2 separate regions of the Mus musculus genome follow, and region 1 is linked to region 2. A link is a contact called in public Hi-C data. All regions are on one chromosome and are shown on one strand. The core of a region is the stretch at or near the end of the contact, and the rest is flanking DNA. Distances in the headings are between cores, read along the strand shown.

Region 1 (7,683 bases), core at 1,566-4,065, 71 kb before region 2:
AAGACCTTGGAGCCCCTTAGGAGGTGGGGGATCTCACTCTAATACACTAGGAAGGGTGGGCCTCTGAAGATTTGGCCACCCCAGTTCCGGGACGCTGGTCTGCCACAAGTGAAGACCCGCCCACCACTTGGTGGTCTTGTTGCCATGCTGAGAGCTTCCACCATCGTGCTTCCCCTGCACGACAGCTAAACTCTCACGGAGAGATGCTTCTGTCGGGTGTGTGGTCCGTGCACACAGCACTAACTAATGCACCTGTTCCTGTCTGCAAGTGGCCGCAGACTGAGGCAAGCATGCACATCTATCTCAGTTGCTCATCACCAGTGCTTTTTAGCAAACAAATGTGACACGTTTGCGGTTGGCATTTTTGGTGTTGGACAGCAAATACACTTTGCTTCATGTTTATCATGGCTGTATTTTAGTTCTAGGATAACTCACCCTGTGTAAAGAACTATGTGAGTGAGCACAGCAAACCTCAGCAGACCTAGCCCTAAGTGGGCTCACTTATGAAAAATGAACTATTTCTGAAGTGTCTTTCACACCTGATTGTTGTACTTCTCCCTAGATACAGCCGGCACCTTGTCATTAGTCAGGAATCTTGTTGGTTGAATGTTTGGTTGTGTAGCCCTGCCTTTGACTGTAATTACATAGCTCTGTAGCTAGTGTCTGAGGAAGCCAGATGTGTTGGGATGCCTCCGGAGCTGCTGAAGGCCTGAAGCCATGGCTCTAGGACGCACTGGCTCTAACTCTCCGACACCACTGAGGTATGATGCTGCTTCTCTGTGCTTTTGTTCTTGTTTCAGAAGTTTTTCAGCTGTTCAAGGTTCTGTGGCTCAGCCTCTTTGAATGAATTACCGTGTTATTGTTGGAATTTTGGGAAAAGACTGTAAAATGTGATTTGCATGTTGGGAAACTTTCTGGACTTGGAAGGCCGGAGCAAGGCCTGTGGATTGAACAGGTGCTCTCAGACACCAGCAGGATCCATCCGCTGGACCTATAATGGGACCCAAGAGTTTGCACTTCTGGAAAGTTCTCTATTAACATTAGTACTTTTGCTCTGGGCACCAGATTTTGAGAACCCCTAGGCTGGTGTGGAAGAGACTAGACATAATAATATGAAGAGGACACTGTGCTTAGGGGAAGAATCTCTTTGTTTTCCCCAACAGCAATAGAACTGTAAAGAGTTGGCTTTGGAATCTGAAAAGAAGGAATTCCTTTTGATGGTGATACTGTATGAGCAGACAGACAGTGATGGTCCTGGCCATGGAGACGTCAGATTTAGAGACAGTGTAGCCTCACAGTTCTGTGCCTCTGCTAGATTAGAGGGAAAGAAGGGCTGTATGCGCAGTGTTGAAAGGACCCTGAGTGTGTTCTGCACGAGAGGATGTGGCTCCTCTAAACACACTGTATGTCTTGGCAGTACTTTTCAGTTACATTTTGGGTGATTTTCACCCTGTATGTTATGTTAGAAAATGAAGTTTTTCCTAACTCAGCAAATTAAAAGCAGGTGGTGAGGGCATCAGCATGGGCGGCGCCATTTCCCTCCCGTAGTCCATTTCCGAGTGAGTCTCATCCCATATCTCCACTGAGATCCAGCGCCCTGACTCTTGAGGATTAGAGCATCATTTTTTCTTGCAATATATTTTAATATCATGTAATTTTGAAACTTCCCCCCAACTCCTGTGTTACTTACATATTTTTTGAATTTCTGCTCTTATCACGTTTTAGGTAGTTAACCTTTTTTGTTTTTAAACTTATGAGCTTCTTATGTTTAAAAATATTAATTCTTATGATACATGCTTCAAATATTCAAAAAATTTTATTTTTTAAAATTCGTGAATCACTCACTATGATGGCATGTGCCTGTTTCCCAAGCTGTGTGGGAGGCCAATGCAGGAGGTCGACGTGGGTTTACTTAAGTTTAACATTAGCTTACACTATGTAGTGAGACTCCATTTCAGAACAACAAAACCCCCTTACTTGTTTAAATACAGTGGTAAGTGGATTTATATTCCCACACCTAATAACACCATTATTTTCCATTTTTATGACTCTTGCCTTGGTGCTAAAAGAACCAAGAATATTCTCACTCCAAGATTTTATAGATATTATTAACCTGGACTTTCTTTTACTACACTCCAATAGCTTCGTTTTTTCTCCCAATGAAATCTTTAAGCCATCTCTAATTTATGCTAGTATAAGCAAGTAAGTTTATTAGGAGTGAATATAGCTTACATGTTTCAGTGTTCCATTATCTTTAATTTATCAAGCTCTGTAAACCAGCAGGTTCAGGTGAAGGTCGAAATAAGTAAGCTCTAAGGGATGCTGGGAATCCTGAGAAAGCCATGGGGGAGAAACAGGACGGAGAGAGGGCAAGTGTAGGGACGTCACTGCAGCTCTTGGGACCAAACACAACCTAATTCACAGGCAGAACTTGTGAATCCCTAATCCGTGCCCCCTAGGAAGTGGGCTGCCATCGCCCACTGGCACCATTATGACCATTGTTTTGTTTGTTTGGTTTGTTTTTTGGAAACTTTATCTAGTCCAGGCTGGCCTCTAGCTCAGTGTGCAGCTGAAGAGCATCTTGACCTCCAGATCCTCCTGCTTCAGGCTCCTGAATATTATGACTGCAGGCATGGACTAGCTACCATGCCATGCCTTTATGGCTATCCCTTCTTTCTGAATGTCTCTCTGTCTCTCTGTCTCTCTCTCTCTCTCCCTCCCTCTCACACTGTGTCAATGCTACCATGCATGTAAGCAGTCTTGCAGTCTTTCTGCTGAAGCTCATCTTTCTAAGACATCGGTCCTAGGCACCACAGTAGCATCTATCTGCTGAGGTCTCCTCGGGGATTCCCCCAGCTCCTCTTGTCAATAGAGCAGCTTCTGCACTGTAAATGGTGGTGGCATTCCCTTCTTAAATCATCTTAGAGGTTTTCGTTACACCTCAAATAAAGACTGAGGTCTGTGTTTGTCTGGCTTCTCTCTGCAGCCCCTTGTCTACTTTGCTTGTGTCAGCCAAATGGCCTTTGTCTCTGGAGCTGGCTTCTTGGGGTCTTTGCATTGGCTGAAACTTCTCCAGAACATCTCAGAAACTACTCCTAACGTCTTCTCTGCTTTTCCTGGCCTCTCAGATCGTGGAAATGACTAGTCGTCCACCTTGTTATCATATCTGTTCTTTGCATTAGTTCTCTGTATGTCACATGATCACGTGGTTTACCACTCCTTCCGGTAGATGCCAGTCTGTGAAGCCTGGCATCAGCCTGGTACCTCGCCAGCACCTCCTCTCTTACTATGTGAGAGTAGCACAGGTTACCTTTGGGTCCTGTTCCTGGTTTAATCAGCACTTGCTGGGCAAGCCTTCCACCACAGAACTACACCTTCAGGCTCAGCTTCTCCATCTTGAGCATCAGTGGGGGGTCTGCTTTCAGACCGTTTTTCTTGGTTGACAGAGTTCAGAAGTTCATTTACACTCAAAGCCTTAATCTAAGAATATAAAAGAGAGCACTAGAGCATTTTTAATTTGAGTGCCGTCAATACTTTGTTTCATAAGTCCATTGATAATGTGGCAATTTCTTTTTTTTTTTTTTTTTTTTGGTTTTGCGAGACAGGGTTTCTCTGTGTAGCCCTGGCTGTCCTGGAACTCACTCTGTACTCTGTAGACCAGACTGGCCTCGAACTCAGATATCCACCTGCCTTTGCCTCCTGCATGCTGGGATTAAAGGCGTGCGCCACTACGCCCAGCCCATGTGGCAATTTCTAACCCAAACAGACAAGCATGAATAATTTTAAATATTTTCTGCCCAAGTGTGATGACTGTTCTTGGTTGTCAACTTGACTACAAGTGGAATGAACCACAATCTAGAAATGGAGGGCACACCTGTGGTCCAGGTCTTGGGGCTGCAAGACACAGGTTTGTGACCCGGATCTTGACATAGGATGGCACATGCTTTTTTCTCAAGATCCAGATTGAAGCAGGTTGCCATGAAAGCTTCGGCCCAGGCAAGGTAGTACACACCTTTAATCCAAGGAGACTAAGGCAAACCAGCCTCTAGGACAAAGCAAATCCCAGATCTAGGTATGGTGGTACACACCTTTAATCTGGGCCACACCTTCTGCTGGAGGCCTGCGTAAGGGCTTTGGAAGAAGAAAGGCTCTCTCTTCACTTGCTTGCTAGCACATCTGTTGGAATCTACTTCTATAGAAGACGGCCAGCTGAAACAACCAGCCTTGTGGGACTGAGCAACTACTAGATTCTTGGATTTCCATTCACAGCTGACCACTGTTGGGTTAGTTGGACTACAGACTGTAAGTTATCACAGTAAATTCCCTCAATGTAGAGATATTCCATAAATTCTGTGACTCTAGAGAACCCTGACTAATACACCAAGATTATGCTTTCTTTATTTCTGAATTGCAGTCTAGAGTTTTATCCTATAATTAGGAAGCTTATGAGATTATACCATGTTATTTTTACTATTTTTAAGTGCTTCCTGAATTCCAAGGCAGCACATCTGTGTACCTATATAATGTAGATATATGACTGGTTTGTTCTTTGTGTGCCTAACCATGCTGCCCTAGGCTGCATGCATGTGTTTTCACATTGTGTTGTTGCTTTGTTCTTTAGTAAGCTGTCTACACCATGACTCAGTGCTACCTACCTCTTTTACTGGCACACAAGACTGCCGCCGCTGAGCTGTAGTGGAGTCTGGCATGAGTCCCAAGTCAATTTCAATTTTAATTTTTGGTTATTGTTTATGTGAAATTCATCTCAGTTGTACACCTCGAACCTAATTTGGCATAAACCCTTCCTTCCTAAGGTTGCTTTTGTGGACTTTTGTCCCCACCATGGGAAGGTAGATGAGACTGTCGCACTCTGGGCAGCGCTCCTCTGCACTGCTCTCAGTGTTCCCCTTGGGGCCATGAGTCCAGGGTTTGTTCTGAGGTCCCATCATGCTACTGGCCTGCTTGAGCTTCCACATGCCCAGAGTTCAGCAAAGGGACCTTCCCAGGCTTTGGAGACCGGAGTGTAAGCCCATTACCTGGGGACTTCAGAGTCAGCTTCTATCTTTTCTACGTTGTTTTGATTCGGCGGTTGCTAAGCAGTCTTGCAGCACCCACCCTCAAATTGCCAGCTTTCAACATGAGCTTATTTCTTGTGCCAGGGCCTTCTGTGGATACCACTCCAGAGCACAGGATGGCATGGCCTCTCATTGGCTCTCCATGCTTTTTTTGCCTTTCTCCGCATACTTCCTGAGCTAGAGGCAAATCATATGATCGCACACGTGCCCCACAGACAAGAATTTAATTCTGTAGGAATGTACTGATAGCAGATGTTTTTCATAACACTGTCTGCTTGTAGTTGCATTTGGAGGTACTGACATTCTGAAAGGATTTTTGAAGGGTAGTCAACGAGAGGTGTGGCTTGGTGGCCCTTAGCCTGCTTTTTCTAGTACTGTGCGGAAGAACTTCACTAGTTATACCTTTTAAAATTACTTACTGATTTTAAATTTTGTATGTGTATGTGCATATGTATATACTTTGGTGTGTACGCATACTATGAGTACAGGTGCCAGAGGTCACAGCACTCTGAGGTCTATCAGTCCTGGGGTCACAGGTGGTTGTAGTCTACCCAACATGGCTATTAGAAACCAAACTCAGGCCTTGGGCCAGGACAGTACTCAATCTCTCCGGCTGAATAATTGTGTCTTTATTACTACTACCGGGGTGTCTGCAGACACGGGATCTAGAGCATGGTAGCTGCATAACAAATGCTTGTTGATGAAGACAAAGATTCCTACAAATAGCAAGGAAGGAAGTTAAGTATTTTCATATTTGGTAGGTCACTTAGCTTGGGACAGTTTTACAGAGTGCTTCCTTAATAAGTATCTATGTTTTATATATAAAATGTTCAGCATGACAAAAATTGTATGTGCATGTGTGTACATTTGTGCATGCTTCCTTTCCTCCCATTCTCCTTTTTTAAAAAAAGATTTATTTATTTTATGTATACGAGTACACTATTGCTATCTTCAGACACACCAGAAGAGGGCATCGAATCCCATTCCAGATGGTTGTGAACCACCATGTTCATTCCATTGCTGGGAACTGAACTCAGGACCTGGAAGAGCAGTCAGTGCTCTTAAATGCCGAGCCATCTCTCCAGCCTCTCTCTGTTTTCTTTTCTTTCTTTCTTTCTTTCTTCCTTTTTTTTTTTTTTTTTTGTTTTTTTTTTTTTGTTTTTTTTTTTCGAGGCAGGGTTTCTCTGTGTAGCCCTGGCTGTCCTGGAACTCACTCTGTAGACCAGGCTGGCCTCGAACTCAGAAATCCGCCTGCCTCTGCCTCTGCCTCCCAAGTGCTGGGATTAAAGGCATGCACCACCACGCCCAGCTGTTTTCTTTAAAAATTTACCAACTATAGATAATTGGGAAAATATATGTGCATCAAATACAAGCATGGCAAAGCCTGTGCTCTGGCTGCTTAGAGTGTCTCTGTAACAGTCTTGGTTATTTGTTGTCTATTATCTCTCTTTTCTTCATACGCTGTTAGAGCATTGTCTACATTTATGGTCAGTGTGATCATTTAATTTAGAACTTTGTTGATGATTTTTACTTTTTTAAAATTTTATTTTATCTTTTGAGGCAAGGATTCAGTATATAGACCACCATGCTGGCCTAGTACTCACAGAAATTGTTCTGTCTCTGCCTCCCACAATACTGGCCTTTATCAACAACTACCATAAGATTAATTTTAATTTGCCCTTTCTCTGACTTTTTCTCCTCATGGACCATTCACTTAACCAAAAATTCATACAGATTTTCATGGTTAGAATGCAAATAACCAGAGAGTTGGAAAGTGGAAGCCGGAATGGAGAAGAAGGCAGCCATGTGATTCTTAGCTTAGGGGTCAGCTGGTCAGTCTCCTTTAGATTTGTTTTCTTTTCTTGGGAAGCCATCTTTTTTGACTGGTATGGTAATTTGTTTGTTTCTTTGTTTTTGGTTTTTTCGAGACAGGGTTTCTCTGTGTAGCCCTGGCTGTCCTGGAACTCACTCTATAGATCAGGCTGGCCTTGAACTCAGAAATCCGCCTGCCTCTGCCTCCCAAGTGCTGGAATTACAGGCGTGTGCCACCACTGCCCGGCAGCAGGTAGTCTTAACATGAGTCATTCAGGCCCCTTGAACTTGTCTGTGGAGGGCCTGTGGGTTTGTCATTGTTGTTGTATTCTTTGGAAGCAGTTGTACTAGTTTGCCATGCCTTGTTCTTTTGTCATTTGTCTTTGTCCCCAATCTCAGAAAGGTGGCTTGAGTCACTTGGACCTTCACGGTGCTGGGTGTCCCTCTTCTGAGGTGGATGGGACATTTTTGTCAGTTGAGATTTGAAATGCAGTTATTCCCCAGTAAGGCATAAAGTGAATTCCTTATGAGTCCCTTCTGTATCTGTTGTACGAAGAGGCCTGGTAGCATGTAGATGACATGCTAACTGAACCACTAAACTCCTGAATAACTCATATTTAGTGCACCTTCCAAATGCTTTGAAATACCCTATATAGACTCAGGCTACTCTGTGAGTAGTTTTTATTTTTGAAGTTTCGAGAATTCCTGTATTTTACTTTTGTAGTGGCTGTCTGCTGTAGAGATGTCCACTTTGTCAAGTCAGTTAGGAATGTGTGCAGATGGCAGCTTAAATGAT
Region 2 (7,129 bases), core at 4,109-6,608:
CTGGTGAGTGTGGCTTGCCCTGGGTCAGCCCACACTGGGGCGTTGACCTCACACTGACCCTGTCATTTTCCTTTATTGAAGAATGACAAAAAGCATCAGCTAGAAGGAAAACTTCAGGATATCAGGTGTCGACTGGCAACCCAGAGGCAAGAAATTGAGAGCACGAACAAGTCTAGAGAGCTAAGAATTGCTGAAATCACCCACTTACAGCAGCAGTTGCAGGTGAGTTCCCTGGCTGAGTTTGAATCGCCCACTTATTCAACAAAGGCTCACCATCTAGCCATCATTAGGTGCTGGGGGGCAAGCAGGAAGCAACTAGGTTGTGTCCTTGCCTGAAAGGGGCCTTTCAAGTAAACCCACAACTGTCTCCTAACACTGCTGTGGGCAAGGTCCCTGTGGGCCTGAGGCTGCAGGAGAACCACTGAGACTAGAGGCTGCCTTTTGGGAGCTGCTCTCGGCAGGCCAGTCACTCTCCACCTAAGCACAGAAGGGGTGGGCCAGAACGTTAGAATTTCAGGGGTTTTTGTTGTTTTGTTTTTTACTTAGAATATTTATAAACATAATGAATGTCTTAGGGAAAGGAGCCCACTCTAAACATGAAATTATGTCTTACATGAATGGCCTGAAAATAATTTTGTGATATTTTTAATGCATCTGCACTGTAATTGTCTTAGTTAGGATCTTACTTTTGTGAACAGACACCACAACCAAGGCAAGTCTTATAAAGAACAACATATAATTGGGCTGGCCATTATCATTAAGTTAATTATCATTATCATTAATTCAGTCCATTATCATCAAGGTGGGAGCAGGGCAGCATCCAGGCAGGCATGGTGCAGGAGGGGCTGAGAGTTCTACATCTTCAGCTGAAGGAAGGAAGCAAGCCAGAAACATACTTCTCCTCCTCAGGCAGCTAGGAGAAGGGTCTCCAAGCCCACTCCCACAGTGACACACTTCCTCCAGCAAGGCCACACCTTCTAATCGTGCCACTTCCTGGGCCAAGCATATGCAAACCATCACAGTGATTAGCTGGTCAGGTGCTGAATTCCCCACTTCAGGCTTCATGTCAATCTTCAAAGCATTTCAGATGATCTTGTTAGATGGCAGGGTTTCAGATCAGGAATCAACTTGGCACCAGTAGGATATGGAAAGTGCCATAGAGGCTGGGTGGTGACAGGCGGAGTGATCTTGGTAACATTTGAGCGGAGATCTGAAAGTAATCATGGGCCGAGCTCTGGGGATATCTGGGGAGCGAGCTCAAGACAAGGGAAGAGCAGTGACTGTCCAAGGGTGTCCCAGGCTATGGGAGGCAAGTTATAGCACCAAGAACCAAGACTACTGGCTGAAGCAGGTAGGAACCAGGTCTCAAGGGACATGATGTTCCTCAGTGGGATGCTGGCCTTACTTTGATAATTTCAGTAAGTTCGTGGATCAAGTGTTTCTGTAGGTGTGTGAGAGTGCGGGCTAGCTGACTAGGTGGGTACAGGGGAGCACTGGAGCATCTCTGCCTTCATCTTGCTGCCTTCCTGTTAGATGCTGGCACTGTCCGTGGTCTGTCCGTGTCAGACCCGTCCTCTCGGCATGTTGGCTAAAGGGTTTATTCATGCTGAGTGAGTAGGTTCCTTTCTCTCTCCAGGGTAGCATTCCACCATTTACCCAGTTTTGGAGTTAAAAACATTTTCCTACATTTTTACTTTTTATGTAGGGAACATGCATGTAAAGGTGAACTCGAGGGTGTTGTTTTCTCTCCTACCATGTGAGTTCAGGTCATCAACTGGGTGAGGCTTCACCAGCTGAGCCATTCTGCTGGCTCCAGTTTGGGAGAATTTGTGTGCAGGTCTCGTTTGGAAATGTTTTGTTGCCCTTGGGCAAACTTTTCACTGTGAATTGCTACTCCTAAGTTTGGTGAGCAACCTTCGGTGGTGTTTGCACATTTACTCTCTAGGTGAGTGGTGTCACCAGCATCTGATCCTTTGAGCTTTACCCCTTCGGGTGGGGACGTAGCACTGTGGCTTTGGTTTGCCGTTTTCCGTGTGTTTTGTTGAAGGGTTTGAGCAGACCTTTGGTCCATTTTGATTGGGTTGAAGAATGTTGAGTTCCTTACAGGTTTTCCTATCAGCAAGCCAGATGACTTGTTTCACTGATGTATGGCATTTTCAGCCCCAGATTTCACTTTCGCTCTTCGCTTGTGCTGTTTTGGTTGGTTGGTGTTTGAGATAGGATCTTGCCAGGATCTTGCCCTGTATCCCTGGCTGGTCTGAAACTCTGTAGGCCAGGCCTGCTTTGTGCCCGGGGCCTCTGCTCTCCAAGTGCTGGTTCACAAGTGTGCGCCTGCAGGCCCACTTGCCTAATCATTTTGTGATGTTTTTCTAAGGGCAGATGTTTTATGTTTGATAAGGTCCAGTCTGCTAATTGTCCTTTGGTTCTAAGAAATTATGAGATAAGTGTATCCTCTGTGCTGCCTTTGAGCTGTCATTGTGCTTGGGTCCGAATCCACTTCGAGTTGACAGTCCTTGCAGGTGAAGATGAGGGTTGAGACTGATCTTTCCATGTAGACAGACGCTTGGCACCATTGTCTGAAAACTCCCCTTGAAGTTCCTTGGTAGCTGCTGAAAGTTAATTGAACGTTATCTTACGCAATCCTTTACATTTCCAAATGTAGGAATAGCTTCTCGGGATTTGTTTTAAAATTAAGCACACACATACACACACACACACTTATGTTGAAATTTCATTGCATTGATAGCTTAGTCTGACAAGACGAGTCATTTTAACACTATCAGATTATATGACCTCGTCTTGGGTTACTTCACATTGCAGCAGGGCCTTTGAGTACCCATGTAATCTTTAAGGTCTTCCTTCTCTAGCCGGGATATCTTCCTTTTTGGTGTGTGCTTTCCTTTCTTCTTTTGTTTTCAATCTTACTACATTGAACAGGATCTCTAGTATATATATTGTTATATACATATGATATGTATATTTTATATATGTGTGTATATATATATATATATTCTTTCTGTATATATGTTATATAAAATGTAAGGGCTCATCTTGGGCTTTAGTCATGGATAGGTGGCTAGTTGGGCCCTTGTTTTGTTTGACATCTATTGAGGTGACAGAGGTTTCTTCCCTCTATTTTGTCAATAGGGTAATTCATAGTGATTGAATTTTGAACATTTGAATAGGGGTCCATTCCTGACCAAGCACACTTAGTCACAGTGTATAATTTATAAACATTTTCTTAGGTTCTATTTGCTATTGTTTTATCAGGGGTTTATCATGCACATTCATGGAAATTGATTGGCCATTTTCTTGTGAATGCCCTCATATAGTTTTGGTATCAGGTTAATACAGGCCTCAGAACATAAATTGGTACTGAATTTTCTTCTTCCTACATCCTAGAAATGTTGATGTTGAAACATTTGGTGACAATTAGTAGTGAAGGCTCTGGGCTTTCTTTGTTGCAGGACTTGTTAATTGAAAACCCATTCAAGCTGGGCAATGGCACAGTCCTTTAATCTCAGCACTAGAGAGGCAGAGGCAGGTTGGAGGCCAGCCTGGTCTACAGAGCAAGGTCCTGGACAACCAGGGCTACACAGAGAAACCCTGCTTGGAAACCAAGAAAAGGGAAAAAACTTCCAGTTTCTTCTTGAGCCTTCTCAATAATGTATATTTAATTAGTTTGCTCAATCATCTAAATGATCAAAATATATTCATAGAGTTGTCAGTCTGTAACATCTGTAGTGTTGTGTCTGTCTTCTTTCTTTGTGGCTACCATTGCCTCGTACTCTCTTCCACTGGCTCAGCTCCTCCCTGCTCTCCCTCCTCCTGCCTCCCTGCTCTCCCTCCTCCTGCCTCCCTGCTCTCTCCCTCCTCCTGCCTCCCTGCTCTCCCTCCTCCTGCCTCCCTGCTCTCTCCCTCCTCCTGCCTCCCTGCTCTCCCTCCTCCTGCCTCCCTGCTCTCTCCCTCCTCCTGCCTCCCTTCTCTCCCTCCTCCTGCCTCCCTGCTCTCCCTCCTCCTGCCTCCCTGCTCTCCCTCCTCCTGCCTCCCTGCTCTCCTTCCTGCCTCCCTGCTCTCTCCCTCCTCCTGCCTCCCTGCTCTCCCTCCTCCTGCCTCCCTGCTCTCCCTCCCCAGCCTCCCTGCTCTCTCCCTCCTCCTGCCTCCCTGCTCTCCCTCCTCCTGCCTCCCTGCTCTCTCCCTCCTCCTGCTTCCCTGCTCTCTCCCTCCTCCTGCCTCCCTGCTCTCTCCCTCCTCCTGCCTCCCTGCTCTCCTTCCTGCCTCCCTGCTTGTGCCTTCCTCCATCCATCCACCAATCAGGAAGTTTATTGGTCTTATTGTTTTCTTCCCTCCCTCCCTCCCTTTCTTCTTTTGGTTTGGTTTGGTTTGGTTCTAGACAGAGTTTCACTCTGGATCTTTGGCTGTTCCAGGTACTGGCTCTATAGCTCAGGCTGGCCTCAAACTCGAGATCTGCCTGCCCTGCCTCCAGAGTGCTGGGACTAAAGGTGTGTGTGTGCCACCATCTCTGGCTTTATTAATATTTTTCAAACAAGCTCTTGTCTATATTGATTTTTCTCTGTGATGTGTTTTTGTTATATTCCATCAGCTTAAGTACTTTTCTTTATTGTTTTTGTTTCCATTTACTTATTTAGAGTTTAATTTTATTTTTCACAATTTATTAGCAGAAGGCTTAGATAATTTAATTTAGGCCTTAATTTGTTTCTGATTTAAATATTTTGAGTTATAAATATCATTGCCACAGCCATAGCTACATTCCATTAGATTTTAGACATTATGTTTTCTTTTTTTTTTAAGATTTATTTATTATTATTCATAAGTACACTGTAGCTATCTTCAGACACACCAGAAGAGGTTATCAGATTTCATTATGGGTGGTTGTGAGCCACCATGTGGTTGCTGGGATTAGAACTCAGGACCTTCAGAAGAGCAGTCAATGCTCTTACCTGCTGAGCCATCTCACCAGCCTGACATTATGTTTTCATTTATTGACTTTTGTCATTTCTTTGATTTCTAAGAAGACTTATATTGTTTAATTTTTAAGTACTTATTTGTTTCTTGTTTACTTATGTTATCTGAAAAATATTTTGTGTGAATTTAGTCCTTATAAATAGATTGAGACTTTGGATCAAGTATAAGCTTAGTGAATATTCCCATATACACCTGAAAAACATATGCACTCTTTTTCACCTTAGCGTGTCCAATTAGCCAGTTAGAGCAAGCTGATTCATGGTAGAGTTCCAGCTTCCTTACAGATCTGTGCGTTCTGCAGCGGTGGCTGTGCTGGGGCCACACACAGGCCTTCCTTCTGCCTGCACTCTAGGCAAACACACTCCTGAGTTAGACTCCTCCCCCTGTGACCACTGCGGTCACCCAGAGAGGCGCATCCTCCCTCAGAAGAGGTTCCCTTCCCGTCTGTCTGTTGTGGTTTCCTGTACTTGAAAGTAGCATCGGTTTGAGATTGAGGCTGTGATCACGGAAAGTAACCAGGATGAGAAGTTCATGGCCAGAAGTCGTTTTCAAGTGTTAAAAACTATGTTTACTTTTTTTGAAGTATGTTCTTCTGTATTGTAGCTCCTTTTATTTTATTTGTTTGTTTGTTTGTTTGTTTGGAGTCTCACTCTAGCTCTGGTTGGCCTTGAACTCAAAGAGATCCACTTGCCTCTGCCTAGTGGTGGGCCCTTGTAGCTTTTAGAATTGTTACTCAGAAATCTGGGCAAATAATACCCAAAGAGATTGAGAGTAAAGATCGTGTGCTCAGTATGCCATTATTGTGACTGAGTGTTTTATGACTGAACACATTTGGTACCAAACACAAGAGTGTTCGTCATTGGTAGGTGCAGGTCCTGGATTACTGGTGAGGTGACCGCAGCTATGCTCTGAGGAAGAGAAGCACACAGACAGTGAGGCTGGCTGCTGTTGCTCCTCCTGTGCATTGGCGCTCTGCCTTTGTAGTCAGTCCCGGCACATTTGGTATTGACGTGACCTATTGGAGAAACTTGAAGCTAAAGTTTTTTTAAAGATTTACTTTACTTCTTCTGTGTGTCTGTGTGTCTCTGTATCTCTGTGTGTCTAGATTTGTGTCTGTGTGTTTGTTTGTCTCTGTATCTGTGTCTGGGTGTGTGTCTGTGCGTTTGTAAGTCTCTGTGTTTGTGTGTGTCTGTGTGTTTGTAACTCTCTGTGTCTGTATGTGGATCTGTGCCCATGAATGCATGGCTATGGAGGAGTGCTGAATCCTTTGCTGGTCCTTTGTGAAAACAGCCCTGCTCTTAACCTCTGAGTCATGCCCAGCCTGGGCTATGCTTTTTAAAGAGCCCTTTCCATGGGGGACATCTCAGTGGGTGGAAAATGGCGCAGGTTCCTCCTGATGGGGCTTGAAAGCACTGAGTAGGCTTTGCTTTCCAGGACAAAGGTCTGCTGTGTGTTTTGTTTTGTGAAAGTCTGCTGTGGGTCACTCAGAGGCCTAAGAGGTCCCTGAATCCCTCTATTGAGTTAACCTCCTACCGTGCAGGCCTAGCACAGTTCATTCTGCAAATGCCAATGTGTGTCTACAAGTGGGTGCCAGAGAGACTGGATCTGGGCCTCTACAGGAAATTCTTAAGGCATTTTATTTTCTCACAAGAGTCATTTTTCCCCACTAAGGTAAAAATAAATGTCAAGTAAGCCAGCAAGGCTGCCAGTTTACTAAAGTGACTACCAGATCATTACAGCTGAAAGTCAACAAATACTGTGCTTGGCACATTACCACAGAAATTCCAAATAGTCTCCCTTATGTAGTTTGGTTTCAACTTTTTTCTGTGCTAAATTAAAAAGGGGGGAGGACAGAAAAAGAGGGTAATTCAGGACTCTTAAGTTTAAAATTCCTTTGTGATGGCAAAACATGAGTAGCATTTAGGATTCTAGATGTGACAAATGTCCTTCTGAGTTGTGTGTCTAACGTTAGGCATGCAGTCAGCCTCGGTTGAAGCTAGTGAGTGCCACATGCAGAGCAGAGCCAGCTGAGGCTGACCCCCACCTGACCCCACCATGCTAACCTGCAGCCAGCTTGTGGCCTTTGTGCTGCATCTCTGCAGTTAAGAGAGTGGGAGTTTCTTTCATTTCATGTATGTCACAC

What was found. Hi-C and Micro-C count contacts between places; a contact is called where the count stands out from the background.
Region 1: a Hi-C map of CD8 T cells shows a contact between it and region 2, with 1.9 times the contacts expected there. The contact joins two enhancer-like sites. A contact is called at or near these places in 7 of 484 Hi-C or Micro-C datasets (CD8 T cells, bone marrow-derived macrophages, cerebellum and 3 more), 6 of 115 datasets of contacts at active chromatin or transcription factors (embryonic fibroblasts, embryonic stem cells, heart atrium and 2 more) and 3 of 9 other capture datasets (adipose tissue, liver and pancreatic islet).

Annotation. Positions count from the first base shown.
Region 1 is chr16:91,751,931-91,759,613 of GRCm38.p6, forward strand. The region is part of intron 1 of Itsn1 (intersectin 1 (SH3 domain protein 1A)); the gene reads left to right. Among named protein-coding and RNA genes, the nearest start is that of Itsn1, 26 kb to the left of the region's middle. Within about 2 kb of position 2,816, at least 19 of the 459 cell types and tissues checked have an H3K27ac peak or open chromatin away from gene starts, as enhancers often do. A contact at or near this core is called in CD8 T cells and memory CD8 T cells, where this site is marked.
Region 2 is chr16:91,820,598-91,827,726 of GRCm38.p6, forward strand. It overlaps Itsn1 (intersectin 1 (SH3 domain protein 1A)), which reads left to right. Exons shown (of 39, transcript NM_010587.2): 13 at 1-3; 14 at 82-222. Among named protein-coding and RNA genes, the nearest start is that of Gm52262, 80 kb to the right of the region's middle. Within about 2 kb of position 5,359, at least 99 of the 459 cell types and tissues checked have an H3K27ac peak or open chromatin away from gene starts, as enhancers often do. A contact at or near this core is called in CD8 T cells and memory CD8 T cells, where this site is marked.